Linked DNA regions of Mus musculus: region 1 is linked to region 2. The links are chromatin contacts, called in public HiChIP or PLAC-seq maps. All regions are on one chromosome and are shown on one strand. The core of a region is the stretch at or near the end of the contact, and the rest is flanking DNA. Distances in the headings are between cores, read along the strand shown.

Region 1 (2,700 bases), core at 197-2,696, 510 kb after region 2:
CAACAACAACTACTACCTCATAGTTCTACCTGCCCCTTTAATCACGTGAGGACACATGAAAGGACAGCCATCTATGGACTGAAATAGGAATCTCCCCAGACACCATCAGATGGTACCCAATTCTGGACTTAGGGTGAGGACTACCTTTCAGTTCTCTCTAAGGCACCTCTGACAGCCTGCTCTTGCAGCCTTCATGGACTAAGACATAACCATGCCTCTTGTAAATACTGACAGTGTGTGCCTCATTCCTTTGTGTTTCATTCCCTTTCTTGCCTTATTGTGCTTGCTAGCATCTCTTTCAGGATGCTGCGCAGGGATGGTGAGGATAGATCTCTGCCTGGCCTTTACCTGGTTAAAAAAGACACACCTGTAGGCTCTTTAAGAGCCCCCCCCCCACACACACACAAATATACATTGTAAAAACTCAAATAAAATAAGCAAATGGTGATAGATGCAAGCAGCAATACCATGAGAAACAGAACTAGGCAAGATCAGAAAGTACACATACAGGGTCTCATCACAGCTGCCAAGGCCCCTGGCTGAGACAGCCTCACATTCTGCAGCAATGATGGAGTTGCCAGTTGCCTGCTGGATGAATTCACTGGTTGGTCAGTTAGGCTCATTTGAAAAATGAAAGAACAAGTCAGTTCCCAAGCACAGCCAGAGTCTGCGTTTTACCACCGACAAAACAAAAGCAATTTGAAGTCTTACTAGGATTTTGTTTATTGTATGAGATTGGTGGTGGTGGTGGTGGTATGGTGGTGGTGGTAGTGTGTGTGTGTGTGTGTGTGTGTGTGTGTGTGTGTGTGTGTGTTTGTACATGTGTGGGGATGCACACATCCAATGTTCATGCATGCAAAGCAAAGCACAGAGAAAGATATTGGTGCCTATCACCCTCTGCCTTATTCTCTTCAGACAGGCTCTCCCACTGAAGTGTCCCTTTTCAGCTGGACTGGAGGGCCAATGAGTTCCTGGGATTGGCCTATCTCCACCCCTTAACACTAAAGATATAGTTATGAATGGAATGGCCATGATCAGCTATTTTTCTATGGGTCCTGGGGGCTCAAACTAAGGTCCTCCTGCATGTACCACGGGTGTTCTTACCCACCGATCCATCTCCCAAGTTCCCGACTAGGTTTATACATCAGTCTCCATTTGAATACTTAAAAGATATACCTATCTCTAGCCACTGAGAGAGACAGGGATGAGAAAAATTACATAAATGCCAAAGTACTTAGAACATTCCCTTTTTAGACGCCACCTCTAAAGACCTGTACCTATCACAGAGAGATTAAGAACAGGCAATTCCTCAACATTCTTATCATGAGCACATGCTCTGACATCAGTAAGCATTACCTCAGACTGGAAACAATGTGCTAGGTGGGTTGCTACATACTTGGCATAGCCAAGATGTCATTGTCTTCCATCCAAATGATTTATTCTGGCAAAACCCCAGCTGTTTGTCACTTTCAGGGAGTGTGAGAGTCTCCTGGTTGGGTGGAGAGTGTACTGTGTAAGCCTCAAGACCAGAAAGTGGTAGGCACTGATCCAAGATTTTAAAAGAGTAGTTTCAAATTTCAGCTGAAACCCTTCCTGGCTCTGTGACAGAGAGAATCGCCATGATAGGGGAGCAGGAATCCAGGAAAGTAGCCCTAGGGGCCAATCCCTCAATTGTGTCTAGGGTAGCAGAGATGAAATATAGATTTTAAAAGATGTTAATTCAGGAATACCAGAGTTATGTGCTAGCTTCAGGGAGGTTTAGAAGTACCCAGTCATTGAGCTAGTCAAGGCAATATTAAAATTAGCTGGTGTACTTGCATGTGTGTGTGCATGCATGAGTGCATTTGTGCATGCGTGCATTTGTGTGTTTTTCATTCACAAATCCAGAGAGCTTTTGGGCGGGTGCAGCATTTGGGTGACCCACTGGGAGCCAAAGCAGTTGAACTAATTCGCCACTACAACAAATGAACCAGTCTCCTCCGACCCCTCACAAGGGTTAAAACACAGATTAAGTATTTAATTGATGTTGCCTCTCTCTTTCCTACCTTCCAACAATCATACAGTAAGATTCTCCCCGGTTACTGCAGTGAGCCTCTGTCATGCCCAAAAGACAGCATCACTCAACTATGAATTGAGACAATGATAGCCCTGAAGGTACTGCCTGGAGCAGATGGGGCATGATCGGAATAGTGGGCCAGGGAAAGGCTGCTGGAATAGAGAAAGGGTGTGACCTTTTGGAGGGTGTGGCCACTGGCAGATTTCCTATGCTTCATTGTGGGGCCACACACCCACATATAGATGGGCAGTACTAATGGATTTAGTGGGTTACCAAGAAGGAGGAAGAGGAAGAGGAAGAAGGCAGCATGGAGGCAGATGTATTATGGAGGATAAGGGCTGGGGAGACTGGAAGAGAAAAATGAGAGTGGATATGATTATATGTCATTGTATAAACATATGAAATTCTCAAGAATAAAAAAAATATTGGTTTAAATAACTGTGGTGTCTGTCCCACTGGCACATTCATCATGAAAGTGCAAGGGTAATGCACGTGGATGTAAAGACCTACACGAGGACATCTGAGCTGGCTGTGGACATCATCCCATGAAGTAGAAGACTAGGAACAAAGTAAACAATGCTCTTCGTTATTGCCAAGCTTGGAAATCAAAGCAGATTTACAGAACAGGGACTGTAGGTAAAGTA
Region 2 (2,700 bases), core at 26-2,525:
CAGAAATGAACAGAAAATCAAATCAATCTATCAGATGCTATTTCTCAGATGATGTACTCGCTCGCCTTGGTGAGAAGCCACTGTCTCACAGCTATGCAATCTTCCAGTTTCCCTCCACCCCCTTCACCTCAGATTCCAAGCTGTTTTCCATATCCCTCACAGATTGGTTTTTTTTTTTTTTTCTCTTTATCCAAGAACCACAATGACCAATCTCTGGTTCAAGGTGAGCATGCTACAGTGATTCTTTGCCTGAATTTAAGAGCTAACAACCACAACAAAAAGTTTTCTTTGCTTTCATTTGAAATGATTCGATGTACTAATCCTGTTTGGTTCTGTACGCGATCTGATGTGCACTTTGTGTTTCTGTGTTTACAGTTTGTTTTCATCCTCTTTGGTTCGAAATGTTTAATTTCCTTTAGAGACTCTACTTTTCATGGTTTTGGGGATGTATTGACTTAATTCAAGAAAAAAAAATTTGGCTTAAGTGGAGCAATGAGCCTGTGATCTCTGTGGCTGAGGGCAGGGTGGCGGGTAGTGTGCACCAGGAGCTATTACTGTAGCCCTACCAACCTGATCCTGACACAGACCATAGCTTGGAGCTGGTGTGCTCTGGGGAGGATCTGACCTGTTGGATGTTTCCCTTTCTTTATTTGTGGCCATCTATATGGAGTAACCTGTCCCCAGAGGGCCAAGTCGAACCTTCCACCTCAGCTTTTGGCCAGTTTCATCTTTCCCAGATAGATGTCACTGCATACCCACTGACAAACCTCACTTTTCTGTCCCCATCCCCTGCCAACATGGACATCAACTTGCCTCTGTTTTCCCGTTGAAGCTAATATAAGTACAAGGGGACTCTTCAAGGGCCTGAAAGCATAAATGCTCAGGAAGTCAGCCTTTCAGTGTGTGCTGTGTGGTGGAGTGATATTCTAAGTATGCTAGCTTCCAGCTCATTGACAATGTCTGTGAGGCTAATTCAAGTGAACTAACACAGCTTCACAAGGTCTTGAGACGTAGTTATAAGGAAGAAGAGAATCCCCGGGTTCTATAAAGCACAACCTAGGCAGGGAAAGCCCTGCAGGCAGAAGGCAGCTCCTCCCTTATTTAGGCTGAGAATGCACAAGTCTGATTTTTGTTCGTGGTTTACAAATCTTGCACAAGGTGGCTGAGCCATCCAAGACAGTTTTTAACAGACAAATTCAGACACTGCCTAACTGCTGTAGCACAAGCTGCTCCCTCGCTCTAACTGATGGGAACATAGATGGAATTCCTTGAGATAAAGAAGGAGATCATTGCTTGCATGAGAGTAGCATAGTCTTTAGCATTCCTCCTGCCCCCTCCCCCCGCAATCTCCCTATTCTCTTAGTTATCAAGAGATGCTTGAGACATATCCCAGGAACTTCTTACTCTTTCTTTCTTCTTCAGTATCTCTTTGGACATTGTTTTCTGGAGACTTTGAGGCCGCCCACCTATATAAACACCCCTCCCAGAAATCCATGCCAGAATCTAATCCATCTGCAAGGTTTAGACCCCTTTCTCTCTGGACCTATGCTATCCATGTTCAGGCCCAGATATGGCCATTCAGATACAATGTTTCCAGGTCTTCCAAGAAATGCAGGTTTGGGGCAAAATGAAGAGAAGCCAGAGGGAAAAGTATGATGGCTGAGTCAACTCCTAACTCTGGGAAGGGACACATATTCCTGCCTTTGAGGTCTGTGATGGCAGTGATTCTCAGGGACTGTGTCTGTGGGTATCAACTGTTCATGACTATACCCTGGCTGAGGAAGCGCCTGTCAGAATGGGCATGCCTTTCTGTAGTTTGTGGGCTGCCCTATGGTAGAAGTGCCTACCACTAGGTGCCACTTGAGACAGTGCACTCGTGTACATGCCAAGAATGTCGAGGCTGGGGAAGCGTGTGAAGCCCAGAGTGTTCCCAGGATGACTTATCAAGGGAAGGAAGACAATCAGGGGACAGCCAAGCTCTCAAGTTCCCCGTAGCACCAGGAATCATGCTGTCAGAGTAATCCCCATCAGGACCATGGGGCAGTGTTAGCCAATCGTAGCAGGATACTTTTACAAGGTCAGGGATGCTGACTTGACTAAGAGCAAGCAAAGCAAGAGACTGATGCTGCTCCCTCACCTAGCTTGGTCCACCAAAATCTTACAAGGCTAGAAATCTCACTCCATGTTACAGGCCATGAAACAGAGACCCATAATGCCTTGAACAGGGTTCTATGGTCAGTCAGAGGTACAGCTGAGGGACTACACAGTAGATTCTGGTCTGCCTCAAGTGTTCACTCATTTTCAGGCTCTTCCCGTATCATTTTTTTTCTTGTCAAAGCTCACAATGATTAAGTGGCTCACATAGCCTGGTAGAGAGTGAGATGGATACCAAGAAATCTGCCATTTTGTTTCCATCCAACAAACACAGCAGGAGGGCCCCAGGCAGGAATCTGAGAAGGTGTCAACCTGAGGTGGGGATGAGCATAGGGCTGGAGCCATGTCTTCTCCTGTCCTGACATTTCTAGGCAGGTTACTTGCCTCCCAGGAGCTTCTGTTTTCCTGTCTCTAAGAAGCAGAGGTGGGGCTGCAGCCTCTATGAACCATGCAACCAGGTAACACTAGACAGCAGGATGAGCAGTACAGTGCTGGAGAGTCTCATATAATGAACTGATGTGTTCAGACCTAGGAAGGCCAATCATG

What was found. HiChIP or PLAC-seq counts read pairs in DNA pulled down with a chosen protein or histone mark.
Region 1: an H3K27ac HiChIP or PLAC-seq map of extraembryonic endoderm stem cells shows a contact between it and region 2. The contact joins two enhancer-like sites. A contact is called at or near these places in 1 of 484 Hi-C or Micro-C datasets (embryonic stem cells) and 1 of 115 datasets of contacts at active chromatin or transcription factors (extraembryonic endoderm stem cells).

Annotation. Positions count from the first base shown.
Region 1 is chr14:64,348,790-64,351,489 of GRCm38.p6, forward strand. All of the region lies in intron 1 of Msra (methionine sulfoxide reductase A), which reads right to left. Among named protein-coding and RNA genes, the nearest start is that of Gm52131, 36 kb to the left of the region's middle. Within about 2 kb of position 1,447, at least 26 of the 459 cell types and tissues checked have an H3K27ac peak or open chromatin away from gene starts, as enhancers often do. A contact at or near this core is called in extraembryonic endoderm stem cells, where this site is marked.
Region 2 is chr14:63,834,911-63,837,610 of GRCm38.p6, forward strand. It overlaps a transcript of Xkr6 not described here. Among named protein-coding and RNA genes, the nearest start is that of Gm41175, 10 kb to the left of the region's middle. Within about 2 kb of position 1,276, at least 1 of the 459 cell types and tissues checked has an H3K27ac peak or open chromatin away from gene starts, as enhancers often do. A contact at or near this core is called in extraembryonic endoderm stem cells, where this site is marked.